Linked DNA regions of Anser cygnoides: region 1 is linked to region 2. A link is a contact called in public Hi-C data. All regions are on one chromosome and are shown on one strand. The core of a region is the stretch at or near the end of the contact, and the rest is flanking DNA. Distances in the headings are between cores, read along the strand shown. Region 1 overlaps LOC136790314 (a long non-coding RNA gene). Region 2 holds the start of SLC1A4 (solute carrier family 1 member 4).

Region 1 (7,184 bases), core at 2,761-5,260, 83 kb before region 2:
TCTCTTCTTCCTAGTTGGCTGCTTATTTCTGCTAAACTTGCAACAAATTTGTATCTTGAAGTCTGTGTTACGCTTTCAAATTTATTTGAAAAGCAGGCACTGGATTCAAAAGCTATTTGAAGAGGAAGTGAAGACAGCAGAATTGGTGCTCGCACAAAATGATGATATAAGCCTTTTTTCCTTAGGAAATCGGAACAGTTACAGAAGGCACTTCCCTAGATATGGTGGCTTCCAGCACTGGCAAGGTCATCGCACATTGAGGGGTTCTTGTTGGCACAGAGAGCATAGACATGGAAGCAGCACTGAAGCCTGTTTTCACTTTGTGGCCCTTGAAGTTGTTTCACAGGGAGCTGGCATACAAGTTTATAGCGTTGTACTCTTGTGGTGGGTTTGTTGGAGTTTTTTTCTTTCTTTTGTTGTTGTTGTTGTTGTTGTTTTGTTTTGTTTTTTAAACTTGATTATTACTAGGTGAAAATATTCATAGTTCAAATTCCAGATTTGCTCAAAATCTATGTATAGATTAATTTTTTGTTAGGCTGGCATTACTGATATGATTTATTTTCCTTAACCTGTTAGTCATTCCAATACATATTTTCTTTTCTATGAGAGAGTTGCAGGTATGTGTGGGAAAACAAAATCCAGTAACAGGTGCATAAAACAATCTACCTAAACATGCATCTAGATCAATTTTAATAGGCACATTTTGTGAACTAGAGCAATTTTCTGTAGTTCTTATCAGCATCTTTATCAATTCTTCATTCCAGTAGGTCAAAACTCCATTGTTTTGCTGATGTTTTTGTTAACTTGAAAAATAACCCTCCTTTGACTATTTCAGACCCCGTAGCTGAAATATGTGGCAGAGGTAGGCTATTCTTTTGTCTTAGGAAAAAAAAAGAAATGCTTCAATGGAACAAGAAAGGAGAAACTGTCAGAAGAGTTGTACAAAACAGCTCTGTCTCTGAAAATTTCATTTAGCTCCTGCCATGGGTTTGGATAATCTAGTTCATATTTTCAAAAACAGTTAAAAATTTACTGTATACAGTAATAAATACCTCGTATCAGAATTAGTAAAATAAAATGTAGACTTTGTGTAGATTACATCATTGTAGGTAAAAGATACACATGCTTTGCACAAAGCAAACTGCTCTATCTAGATGCTTATCCAAGTACAAGTTTTCCCACCAAATACAAAACATCTGTTGATGTAACTAGAAGAGGAGACTCTCTGTAGATATTGGCAATAACAAGACTTCTTTGCCTCTATGAAATAGTCTGTACGATCCTCCCAGCTACTAGGGCTTGTAATAGAATAGCCATTTCAGTTAAACAAACTGTGAGATTATGCTTCCAGAAAGTGGTAATGCCTCTACAACAGCAATACATAGACTAGACCTTAGTACGTTTGCTAGAGTGGTCTAACGACACAGTTCTTATCCAAGGATAAATTTGTTTTAAATCTGAGAAAGTTAATGTCTATTAACTGCTTTTATGTAATTTCTTACATTACTCTGTGAAATGGTAGATTCCCATAGTCAGTTCCTGCCTTCCAATCATTCCTTTTTCAATCCTAATAAGCAGTCGGCTTGCAAGGCACGAGCCCTTCTATCAACAGTTGCAGTTCATAATATTGAACAATGCTGAAGCAGATAGATTGGGATTCCCCTCTTTAAGGAACTGAGGGCATTGCAAAACCCCCCAAATGACTCCTTTACAACACTGACACAGATGGCATGACTGGTGTGCTCAGCTGACTCCTGTCCGAGTAGTGCAGGGGTGGTTGTAAACAAGCAGTACCTTGACTGGTCAGATCTGTGCTTGCATAAGCTTAGCCAACATCTGAATTAACTCCTGGTATAAAAAAGGTAGCAGTGTTGTTTTTTTTTTTAGGCTCATTAGACCATTTTCCTGCACTGAATGTAAGGTTTGTCAGCAGAATAGAACTGAACCTTGGATACCATCTGTGAGTTTTTTGGGTATGTACGGTAAAAAAAAAAGAGTTGTCTTCCAAAGAACTCCTTTTAGTTAAAATTGTCAATAGCAAATCCCTAAATTTGACCCGAGAGTTGCTTAGAAGAAAGAAAACTGTTCTCTTTCATTCCTTTACAGTGTATGAAAAAGGCCTGGCAGGTTATTTCTTAAGTGAGAGGAGGAAGTCTTGGCCTCTACTTCTGCTGCTCCAGAACAAAAATATTCAGCTGATACCTATGGCTAGCTGCTACACCAAGAGCTGAAAAAGGTAGAATTACTGAATCTTAAAAAAAAAAAAAAAATAGTAATAATCCTTATTCCCAAGTATTAATTCATTAATGAGGGTTCATATTTTTTAATGCAAAAGATAAAAAGCATTATTCATTATTCAAAAGCTCAACTGTCATGTTACGATGTTTTAATTCCACTACTTTCTAACTGTAGTATTCTTTCAGTAAGGACCAGAGCTCCTTATATGTAAAAACAAGTTTGGGAAGAAAAGAAAATATAGTTTGAGGCCTCCATGAGATATTACGAGGGTTAAATGCCCTCTTTCTGTTTGTAGTAACACTTTATATACTGTGTGAAGGAGAAAGAACACACAAAAGATTTAAGTAATTACCCTATATTCAAAATACATTCAAATTGGTGTAGGAATAAGGCTAGTAGGAAAAAAATGATGCATCTTTCAAAAATACTAAAGAATATTGTCAGCTTAAAAAGTAGGTGTTGTTCAAGAGTATTTCACTGATTTCACTGGTGCATATCTAAGAAAATCTGAAAGCTATAGCTCATGAGCAGGACAATTTTTCATTCCATTTATTTTTCTTTCCTTCTCCCCATACTTTTTTCTCCTTGAAGCTGTCAAAGCCTTGCATGTTGGGAATTTTACTCCCTGGTCTCATGCCCTGAAATATGACCTCATCATTCCAGACCAGTCTGTGGCAGTCATTTAGCAGTACCTCTGCAAAATACGGGGATATTGAAAAAGCTATCAAAAAGCATGCAGCTTACTTTCTAGAACCCAGGTTAAAAATTTAGTGCCAATGCAAGACACGTCTGCTTTTCTCTGGTGAAAATGAGAAGACTGAATTACTGAGACAATAAAGATGGAGTCCCATGATGGTGTTGTACACAGCTTTTCTTTTCCTTTTGAAGAGAGCTCAGAAGTAATTGACAAAATAAAATGAATCACACCCTAAATTTCTGGCATTTTGTCTCAGCAAATGGTCAATAGTCAATAAGGAGCAACAGGCATTCGAGAAAATGATTTGTTCCATTTATCTTAGACACCCATATCGGGATAGAGGAACTTGTCCCTTAGAAGGAGGAAGGGATACTTGTCTTGTACGTGCAGCTATCGTCGCTTGGCTTTTAAATGAATTCTACTCTAACTAGCCCATCTGACCTGTTTTCTGGTACTGGAAACAAATTAAAATACGATCAGTATTTGCAAATGCAAAGCTCTGCAAAAATAGAATGAATTCTTCTATATTTCACCCTACTTCACGGAGAGGAAGAGAAGATTTTTTTTTTTTAATCTACCCACTAAGAACGAAGTGCAGATTTGTCTCTATGGTTCTTGGAAACTGCCTTTGCTCTGCTATTTCCTGTTATTTTCTCAAGCTGTGTATTTCAGATGTGAATGGGAACCTACTCAAAGACTGTGTTTGTAGCAGTATGATACGATGCCTTGGACAGATGTAGATGGGTGTTACTTGCCAGTGAAAAGGCAATGGAAAGTGAAAGCATGGCAGAAAGTTTTCTCATTTTAGTTCTGAGGATTTGATCCTCCCTGTCTATGCACTACAGTAAACACCCATAGCCCTCACCAATGCTGACCTTGCTTGGCATGTTCAGCAGAAGCTGCCTCCTAAATCTCATTCCCTGGTAAGACCTTCAGCACTTTGCGTGAGTGTTGCTCGTTTCATCCTCAGACACACTTTACACTGCCACATGGTGAGACAGCAAGTGCTTGCTTCTGTAGCGTTGGCAGTAGCACCGAGCAACTCCTCTCACAGCGCTTTGCTGCAGTCTGACACTGGGAAGTTGTCTGCAGGCCAGACAGTGCTGCAGGACAAGCAGGCACTTCTGAACAAAATTTCTGGCTGTGTCAACAGATGATTAAATTTAAAGACTAGGCATCGCCACTGTTCATTTGAATGATTGTGGTGCTTCAGCGCATGCTAGTGTTTGGTGACATATGTAATTTATAGGAATTTGTTTGTATGTCTTGGGAGGGGGAAATATATCATTGCAGTGATCCGACACCTCATCTATGTCGGTGGCCTTATTTCAAATCTTTTTGCATGCCAAATGGAATAAGGTGCTTTCAGAATCTGTAAATGACCTGGCAGGAACCAAATGATTGTCCTTAAAACCATTTGTACTTTCTGTTTTGTGACCTTGGCAGATCAGCGATTGGGAAAGTTGTTCACATGCCATCTGCACCTGCTAGTTTTGCAATGCAGCAAGAGGTCATTTCCTTTCCAAACATGACTGGCTTCTGATACCAGTGGGAAATTGGCAGCTCTTATATGAAAGCAGTAGATTCCAGTTTCTTCTTTTGGCTTTTCACTGAGATAGGAAAGGAGTTGTTATTGTTATGGCCCCATGTGCTCTGTGTCAGAGCTCTCTTCCCCACATAACGGCTTTTTCAGTCACTCAGAGACAGTTTGTCAATAGTATATGGCATCATATCTTGTATTGTATAATATCATATTGCCCTGAGATATTTTTTTCCCAGTATCACGGCCTTAATTCTAAACAGAGCTGCACAACCTACAGCAAAAATATTTGCCTTTTATTTAGTCTCATGGCCTTTCTTTCTCTTTTCTGTGACAGAAGAGGAGAGTGCAGAATAAAGTTGCTATCTAGACCTCCATGTGGTAGGGCTTAAGAAACAACATAGCAGGATCAAACTGTGCTTTTCTCCTTATTTCTTTGCCATATCAAAAAGATGAGATAAAGGGGTGTTTGTTGTTCTTCTAATTCTCTTCCCCAGAGAGGATGGAAGCTGTTGCAACTTCTTTATAAGATGTCCTTAATATCCGTGGGTAGGGAATCACAGCACACATTGCCTCATGTCCAGCCTGAAGCATCACCTTTGCAGAGAGAGAAGCGTAACGGAGCTGTGCTGCTGGGCAGAGAGTGAAAGGAGATGGTGGATTTTGTTCTCACTCTTAACAGCATAAAACAGCTGCATTGGCTTTATATGTGCTTCAAAGATTTGCTTTCTCTGAAAGTTAGGGCAAATTGGTGCATACAACGTGTGTCTTTACACATTCATGGTCTTTTTCTTCCTGTCAGCTATTAGAGATGGTGATAGGATCATGTGTTTTTGTCCACGTTTTCTTGTAGCCTTGTTAATGAAACAGGTAATCCTATTTGTCTTAAAATCAAGGCAAATATCTCTCGTGGTCTGTCCATCTGTTCCAGACACTAACAGCATGCTCATCACCATGGTATTGGAACAGTCTGGTACACAAATAGCAATCAGCAGTTATTAACATAATATTATTACTTGGTCCATAAAGCTAATATTGGCAGAGATACTAGACATCACACACTGTGAGCTAGTTTCTCAGCAGATGTACTTTGTTCTGCCAGAATACGATAATATTATGTATAAAAATCAGTAAAAGGATGTATTTTTTAAATTATTTCTTGAAAACAGCATAAATTGCCAGTATAATATAAATCAAAAGTTTCTCTTTACGTCAAGTAATTATCAATCCCATTGCTATCTTGAAGAACAGTATTCTTCATAAAACAAAGTTTTGTTGTTTTTTTCTTATTGTTGTTTTTTACATGTATTAGCTAACATCAAGCCACTGAAAGTTCCTTTCTTCTCTTCTCTGTCCTCCAGTCATTGATGCAGACTGATACGGAAGTGACTCTTCACATGCAGAAGGTCATTTATCTCAAACCTGAACTGCACAAGCTAAGGTCTATTCAGGACGAGATCTTCCTGCCAGGAAACGGTAAGTCGCACTACTTCTGCACATGCTGCAGAGCTTCGATACTTTTTGAAAGGAGTAAAACTTGCTTTCTGCTTTGCTGGCCTGTGGAAGGAACGTGGACATTTCAGACCAACTTTTTCAGGACTCATGTTCTAAGGGAAGCGGACTGCAGTTCCCCAAAATATTCTGACCACCCTGTAAAATTTGGAGGTTCCCTACCTGTCCTTACACCCCTCCATGCATCTCATTTTCACACACTCAAGAAGTCCAGCTTCAAGTGTCTCCTTTTCATTTGGTCCCTCTTCCTATGATATAATGTAAAGATTTGTTTCAGAGTTGAACAGCCACACTTTTTTAATCTCTGGTATTTAAACTGCTGGTTAAAATGAGTCGTTTCCTCTCAGGTGTCATATTTGTGCAGATCTGGTTCAAGGAATAGCTCATATATATATATGTGATTTTCCTTTCCTTTCTTAATCAGAATATATTCCAGGGAGACCTATTTTGCAAGCTTGTCTACTGAGACTTCTGCACAGAATCAAAATGGAGCCTTTTCAGATTGTAGCTTTGCAGTTGCGGTGTTAAAAGTATGAAGCAAAAGTGAAACTGGGCCATCATATTTGCTAGTTTTCATATACAACTACTTTTCCTTGCTTTAGATAGCAAATTCCTGCTAAACTAACATTTCTGTAAGCACTAAAGTGTCCAAACGTGCTGCTGTAATGAAAGGGAACATCTTTATCTGAGCTGGTTGTGATTATGTCAGACACAAACAGGTTGTGGCAGTAGTTCCTCTTTCACTGAACATGAAACTTCAGCAGTCACGATAGTGGTTCAGTCTCCGTTTTCATATTAATAGCACTTTTATTTTTTTAATGTTAACATAAAAAATTACACTTGTAAAGCAAACTAATTAAAAATGTAAAGGGAACATTAATAGTGCTGTTGCCAAGCAGGCTGTATATGTGTGTAACCTTGCTAAAATGGATGGAAAGACCAGGAGGAATCTTGTTATAAAAACAGAGGATCATTCCCTACAGCTCAGTTCTGCCTTCAGCACTTAGCTGTTGGCTCCACTGTGGGAAGGAGTCTAAAGTACTGGGTGACTTTCATACATGTCTAGATACAGTGCAGGGCAAAGTGCAATATTTTTTATCCTGTCATTCCCTTTTATCAGTCTCAGTTATTAAGCAAGTGGTGCAAATTAAGATCAACCTTGACTTTAACATTTAATAGGGATTTCTCATTAGACAA
Region 2 (7,558 bases), core at 3,654-6,153:
TTGTCTTAATGGTCCAGTCTGTATTTACTTTGCCTGGGAAATAAAGCATAACTGGGAGGAGTCAGCAGTAAAAGGGAACTAGTTCTGAGAGAAAGGAACATATATGTTCAGAAGCTTTCTACAGATAATTTTAAAGACATATACAGTGCAGGCAGGTGAACAAAAATGTCAAGTGCTTACTACCAAACTCAGTCAGCAACCCCTCCGCTTCAAGGGAGGATCCAGGCTGAGAAAATGACACAAGCAAAGGCGGACAGTAACACTTACTATTTCTCCTTTTTCTGAGGGTACCCCAGAGTTAACAGCTAGTCGTCCAGCTACAAAACCTCGTGGTTAGCATATCTCAGGAACATCCGCATAACTGCAGCTGCTCCCAGCCACCTCTTAAATCTAGTTATCACCACGAAGGTGGCATCTTCCCCTCCTTTCCTAACTGTAAAGTTTTGCTCTCCGTTTCCACACCAGGATTTCAGAGTGGAAGACTAGGGCTTTAAGGAGCAAGCGTTTCTGGGGTGACTGGTGTCTGAACAAGTGCTCTGGAGCCCACCTTCCCCAAGGTCCATCCTGGCCCTCTGCTCCGCAGGCCACCTGGCAAAACGCGGCCGCTGCTTTTCCCTGTGCTCGAACTCACGCCTGCCTTTCTTCCGCTTCGACAGCGCTTGGAGGTAATTCACGGGCTTGCTCACAGCGCCGTGGGTACTCCCTTTGGCAGCCCAGCTGGTAACCTCTGGCAGTGAGACAGAAAGGAGCAATAAAATTTAAACTGCAGTAGGCTTGTCTGTCGGCCCGAGAAACCCTGACCTTACTGCTTGAGGCAAACACCTGGACCTCTGCGTACCCTTCCTATAAAAAGCTAATGATGATACCTCCTTCCCACTCACGACTACTACAGCTAGGGCTGGATTAAAAACAAAAACAGAATTCCCGTCCCAAAGCCAACGCCATGGTTTCAAAATATGTTTTCATCCCAAAATAGGACAAAGAAAACCACCATCTGAGACCTTTTTTCCACTAAAAGTACTGTAAAATACTTTTTTGAAATGTTCCTTTTTGATGAGTGAGATTTTCTACTCAAGTCGTTTGTTTATAATTCCAGCAAAACATTGACCTCACTGAAATGAAATGTCAGGACCATCTGCCGTTGGAAATTTTGACCGAATCAATAAGTTCCCGCGAAACTGTTCAATGTTGTTGAATCAACAAATACACATCAGAGCCAAAACAAAACTCTGACCTTATTGAAACATGCAGTCTTGACAATTGCCCATCAGAAGCGTTGACAGATCGATAGATTCTTGCAAAACATTTGATGTTGCTGATTCAACCACCTTCCACCGAGCTACGAGCGGGATGTGTTAGTTGGCAGCTGCTGCCACCTCCTCCTCACCACCCCACCTGTCTCTCCCTGGTCAGGCTCTCTCCTCATCTTCTGCTGCTCTGATATTTGGCACAACGGAGCTGCTCCCCGCGTCAGATGCTCTGGAGATGTTCACAAGGCCCATCTATAGCTGAGACCAGCAGCCTCTGGTTCACCAGTGAGTCACCATTCATTTATTTCTGAAGCCCAAGATAAATCTCTTTTCCAGAGGCCACGTCTGCATGCATAGATGTGTATTTATGTGGAAGCTTTAGACTGGGAAACAGAAAACCATGACCAAGTATTAAGATGACCTCCAGACATCGCTGCGACGACGGAAAGCAGCATCTTTGGTCATTAATTAATAAACTTCCCAAGCACAGAAAGGATCTGCATCCTGGTAAAGGACACCCTGTGTCATCCCTGCAGAAGCCATGGTAAATACTTGACTCACAGCCGTGTCTTCCTTAGGCCACGTGTTGCATGTTTTCAGTACTGCTGGGGGACTCAGCCCGGTTGCTCCTCATTTTCACCTTTTATCTGAAAATGACTGAGCAGTAAAGCCTTGAGGGACACAGGGACTCTCGTGACAACTGAAAAACTGAGTTCTCTTTTGTCTAATGGGAAGTTTCATGAACCAAAAACCAAAAAAGCTCAGAGCTGCAAGACCCACCCATGCTGAAGGCAATGGTTTCGGCCCTCCAGAGCTGAGGCCTCCTTAACTGAAGACAAGGCTGGTCTCCTGGAGCCTTCCACCACAGCAGGGACCGAGACCAATTCTCAAACCAAAATTCCCAGGTTTTCAAGAACAGTTTAAAAAAAAAATTTAAAAGGGAGAGGTAGGTATTATTTCCAGAGAGTCACACAACTCACTCCATCCCCAGGCCTGTCAGGGATCTACGTTAAGATCAGGAGTTTTAGAGGACAGCACAGTGATGGCTCTGTGTCCAAAATCCTCTCTTTCTGACTGAATTTCGCTGTCATGGCTCTGGCAACTGGACTGCCCGGCGTGGCCACCATAACCCTTGCCTGGAGCTCCGAGAAAAAGTTGAATTCAAAGGGCACCACACACGTGCTGGGGGAAAGCCCCTGGCACCTCACTTCCCAGAGGAAATCAGTCTGCAATCAGCATGCTTCCCCCAAGTCTCGCCATAACGAGCAAAACTTTGGAGTGAAGGTCTCAACCCCATCAGCGTTATAACTTGGAAGATGAACTCCCCATCTGCATTTACAGCCCAGAGCAAGAAGCAGCTTTCTGCTCCCAAGTTCACAGACAACATCCACAGTCTCAAGCTCACTGGAGCATCCCTGTCCCATTTCTCGGCTACATCCTACTCCACGCAGCATGGCGACACAGCAAAAAAAAACACCAGCTGCAGCAGCCACGCTAGGATGCACCCCGGGACAGCAACAGTCATCTGCTTCCCAGCACCTACTATCGTGCTGACTCCTCCTTTTGTGATTTTCCTTCACGCTGCTTTTATCAGCTCCTTGCCACCTTCACAGCCAGGCCACCTGCTCCCACTGTCCTGTTATTACTTCTCAACACGGTCTGTCAAGAATCGTCAGGGTTGGCCATAAGAGGTTACGGATATGAAATATATGATGGCCAATGGGCCACTGGACTGGTCCATCTGGAGATGGGGGAGAAAAGGACAAAAACACGGATTTCTAAATATAGATTTTCTCTTTAGAAACTCTTCTTATCTTTGCTGTCATGTCTGTTTACCCAGATGCATCAAAAAGTCTCTCAGTTGAAAAACTGAACTCAAAAAGCCAAGATACAAATTAAGAGTCCTCCCCTCTGCTTTGCGATGACCGAGATACCTGCTAAGCACAGCTCTTCGGCCACTCGGCTGGTACGTTGCAGGTCACCTCCCTTACGCTTCTGTCTACATCTCGGTAAGAAGGCCTGCCACCTCCACAGCCCTCCATCTTCCCTCTTTTCCGCGAACTTCCACACACTCAGTCCTCCACCACTTCCCATCACTCCCTCAGCTGCATCTGCCAGGGGAGCCCCAGCGGCACCTCCCCGGTTTTACCTTATTCCACCACTTCCCGCAGACGCCTGCGGTACTTCCCTGTGACTGCCCTCAGGTATGAAAAAGTGGCAGAATCTGACCCAGGATAACAAGACGCATCAGCCCTTCGCGTCTCGGGTTCTGCACCACAAGTCAGCAGAGCGTGAACGCTGCTGGAAGTCTGGGACTCGAGAAGTTGCCTGGATGTCTGCCTCATTTGTGTAATTATTTCTCTTTTATTTAAAGAGCTGGGCAGATCTCGACAAGACATGGGCTCTGAGAAAAAAGAAAAAAGGTTATGTCTTCAGCTTTTGCCCTCTGTGGAGGGTGCTAACACGCCGCGTGATGTTCCGGGTACCTCCTTGATGAAAATACAGGGTTGTGTTTCCACACCTGTACCTAAGGGAGGTGAAGGTGCAACGAGAGGCAAAGGCAGGTTGGGATTTGTGTGAAGAGACCGAACAAAGGTTGGAGGGGGGGGAAATACAAAAACACAAAAGAAAAAGGTGTGTGTGACAGATGAGAAGAGCTGCCTGGCTCCAGAGACGGCCGACAACAGGCAGCGGGGCAGGAGAAGGTGCCGGGCACCCAGCCCTGGTCAAACACTCGCCACCCTCACAACCCCCAGGCCAAAAAAATTAGGAGAAAGGGTGGGAGGAAGGCTGAGGGAAGGCAGGCTGAGGGATGGAAGAAGGCTGAGGGAAGGCAGGCTGAGGGAAGGCAGGCTGAGGGAAGGCAGGCTGAGGGAAGGCAGGCTGAGGGAGCGAGGCAGCCAGCCCGCAGGAGGGAGGAGGAAGGAGGAAGGAGGGGGGTGCCCGAGCGGCAGCGTGCAACATCGCCGGGTCTGTCATCATCCTCCGGGTCGGGAGGGAGGGAGGGAGGGAGGGAGAGAGGGAAGGCCCTACCTGACGAGGTCGAGGAAGGAGTCCACCGTCTTCTTGCTGGGGGGCGCAGCACCCGGCAGCCCCAAGCCGGGCGTGTTGAGGGCGGATGCCCCGGCGCCGGGGCGGATGATGAAGCCGAGGGCGACGGCGAGGCCGGAGGCCAGCAGCGTGGTGCCTAAGAAGTAGGCGACGGCGATGCCTCCCAGGCGGCCGAGGGAGCGGGTGTCGAGGCTGGCGGCGCCCGACACCAGGCTGCAGACCACCAGCGGCAGGATGACCATGCGCAGCATGCGCAGCAGCAGCTCCCCGGGGAAGGCCAGGTAAGCCACCTGCGCCGGGCTCAGCGCCGCTCCCCGCACCGCGGCGCCCAGCGCCACGCCGGCCACCACCCCCGACACGGTCAGCAGCACCAGCGCGTTGCGCCGCAGGAAGCCCCGGCAGCCCCGCAGCCGCCCTCCTCCGCCGCCGCCGCCTTCCTCGGCGCCCTCCGCGTGGCCGTTGCCCGCCTTCTCCCCGCCGTCCCCCTTCTCCATGCTGCCCGCCGGCTCCATGCTGCTGGCGGCGCGCTCCGTGCTCGCTCGCTGCCTCCGTCCCGCTAGCCGCCCGCCTCCCGCTGCCCGCCCGCCCCGGAGGAGGGAGGGACCCGGCGGCCGAGGGGCGGTGCTGCCCCGGCGCGGCCCGGAACGGGACGGCGCGGGAGGGAGGGGGTCGGAGCGACCCCAGCCCGCGCCGCCGCCGTTTGCCCGCCGCTGCCCGGCCCCTCAGCGCCCCCCGAGCGGTGTCCCCGCGGCGCGCACGTGGGCCCTCAGTGCCCCAACGGCTCTCACATGGCCCTCGGTGTCCCCCTCGGTGTCCCCACAGCTCTCAGATGACCGTTCAGTGTCCCCACGGTAATCACAGGTCCCTTTAGTGTCCTCCTCAGAGGGCCCCTCAGTGTCCACACAGCGCACACGTGTTCCCTCAGCGTCGCCACAGCTTTCATGTCACTTCTGTGTCCCCCTTGGGGGGCCCACAGCTCGCACATGTCCCCTCAGTGTCTCCACGGCTCTCACAAGACCCGTTAATGTCCCCATAGTAATCACAGGTCCCTTCAGTGTCACCCTCTGTCCCCACTGCTCTCTCATTTCCCCTCTGTGATCCCCTTGGTGGCCCCACAGCTCACGTATGACCCCTTAGGGTCTCCCTTAGAGTGTCTCTCAGTGTCCCCACAGTGCACACACTCCCTTCATTGTCCCCACAGATCTCACATGTCCCCTTTAGTCTCCCCTTTAGTGTCCCCCAGTGACACCACAGAACACACATCTCCCTTTATTGTCCCCACAGCTCTCACATGTCCCCTCAGTGTCCTCCTTGGTGTCCCCCTCACTGTCCCCACGGCTCATACCATCCCCTCAGTGTCCCAGGGCTCACACTGGCCCCTCCATGTCTACCCGTAGTGCCTCCACAGCACCACACTTGCCCCCAGATTTGGAAAGAGGCTTTGTTTCAGTTAATTTCCTTGACATCAGCAAAACACAGCCTAGCAGAAAACGCGCTGTAAAAATAGCCAGCAGCACATTTGCTTTTTGAGTAGCCCAGACTAATTAAGCAGGCTGACAGGGTGTGATGGGGCCATAATCCTGATTTAATGAGAGTCTTTTCTACTTTCCAGCCTCATGGATAGACCTAAAGATCCTTACCTTGTGGCTGGAGCTCCTGGGAATTGTCACCACAACTGTGTCCACCACCACCTGCCTCAGAGCTCAATGCAGTCTTGACTTGCAGCTTGTTCACACATGTGACTCAAGGTACCAGGGATATTTTTCTTGATTTTCTTTTTTTCCTGATAACTTTTAAGGAACACTTGATTTGTGGAACTATGAGGGAGAATTAATAGGACAAAACAGGAAAGTAAGCATCTGCAGACACGTTCAAAGACATTCAATTCCACCTGTTTCAAAAAGAAGTGAAAAGATACCTGGGTGCTTTAAAACTTTTTTTCTTTTTTTTTTAAGCTATATGCTATTTACTTAAATTTAATTTAAGTAATTTAAATTAAAATTTTAGTTTAAATTTATTTAAAGATACAACCTATTTACAGGGCATTGCAAACTGGAAATGTGATTTTGACCTATTCCCATGCAGACCTCAAATATGTACTTGAGGCCCTGAACAGAGAGGTTTAACCTGTCTTTTTGCAAAGGTTGCACTATTTTTTATTATAGAAATAGAATATTAAGTTTATTAGAGACATATCCAGTCCACTTCCTACCCTAGCAGAAAATTCATTCTCCTTACACCCATCATAACAAATGCTGGTCTCACCTGGTTTTAGACTTCTAGTGATGCAGATGCCACAGACTCTCTAATCCATCCCTTACAGAAACCCCACCGTTACTGTTACAAAGTGTTTCTTGATGATTTCCCTCATTGCATTCTAAGCCCACTGTGACTTACTGTACCCACAAGACCACTGAAAATTGTCCTCGTGTGCCTACTCCCTGCTGCACTGTAAAGCCCAATGGAAAAAAAACAAAATGTTACTCCTCTTCTGCCCTTGGCTGTGGCAAAAGTCCTATCGGCTTTAATAATACTCATTAATATCATGCATTAATTAATTAGTAATTTTCATGGATTACTTTAATAATACGCAAATGGTGTGTTCCCATATGCAAACTGAAAACCTAGCGGAGAAATTCAGGGATGCGTGAGCAAGAAGAACGTATGAAATCGGAAAACTCATTGATAGCAGCACAGTGTATGAGGCAAGTGCAAGAATTAAAATCAGGCCTTTTCCACATTATCAATCAATCTCTCCATGGTCATGCGCGGTTGGCTTTGCTCAGAGCAGTGTCAGGAGAACAGCCGGGTGACCCACAGAAGCACACCCTCACCCCAAAATCCTAGATCCCACTGCATGTTTTTCAACCTGTGCTAAGGCTGGTCAGTCTTCCCTTTGGGAAGAACACCCCAACCTAGGGATGCCTGTGTCAAGCTTCCTCGTCATGACCTTATGAGGTTTCAGATTTCCAGCATCCTCTCCATTTTCTTCTCTTCATTTTTTGATCCAAACACCATTCCAAACAGTTATACTACTCTTAATATTTCTTCTGGTGAACCATATGAATGACCATCATCCCAAAAAAAGTTCTAGGCAGAACTAACTGTTTTTCTGCACCCTGTGAGAGTTCATGGATGGCTGCAGCGATTAACACTGAAGCCTGCTGATTTATTCAGTAGTAAGTGTTGACTGATCTGTTGTGTCATGTTTTCATTTCAGCACTTGTAGATCTTGGTAGCTTTCCAGTGAATGAGCC

Evidence for each region. A called contact is a pair of places that touch in the nucleus more often than the background predicts.
Region 1: a Hi-C map of liver shows a contact between it and region 2, with 1.4 times the contacts expected there. The contact joins the enhancer-like site here to the promoter of SLC1A4 in region 2. A contact is called at or near these places in 3 of 7 Hi-C or Micro-C datasets (all in liver).

Annotation. Positions count from the first base shown.
Region 1 is chr3:858,792-865,975 of Taihu_goose_T2T_genome, reverse strand. LOC136790314 (a long non-coding RNA gene) reads left to right here. Exons shown (of 5, transcript XR_010829970.1): 1 at 1-384; 2 at 5,837-5,951. It overlaps LOC136790315 (a long non-coding RNA gene), which reads right to left. Exons shown (of 3, transcript XR_010829971.1): 2 at 6,150-6,235; 3 at 5,918-6,032. Among named protein-coding and RNA genes, the nearest start is that of RAB1A, 13 kb to the right of the region's middle. Within about 2 kb of position 4,010, at least 1 of the 3 cell types and tissues checked has open chromatin away from gene starts, as enhancers often do. A contact at or near this core is called in liver, where this site is marked.
Region 2 is chr3:776,386-783,943 of Taihu_goose_T2T_genome, reverse strand. It overlaps SLC1A4 (solute carrier family 1 member 4), which reads right to left and starts at 4,903. Exons shown (of 8, transcript XM_048060750.2): 1 at 4,284-4,903. The coding sequence starts at 4,813. LOC125182426 (a long non-coding RNA gene) reads left to right here and starts at 4,443. Exons shown (of 4, transcript XR_010829968.1): 1 at 4,443-4,582; 2 at 5,914-6,049.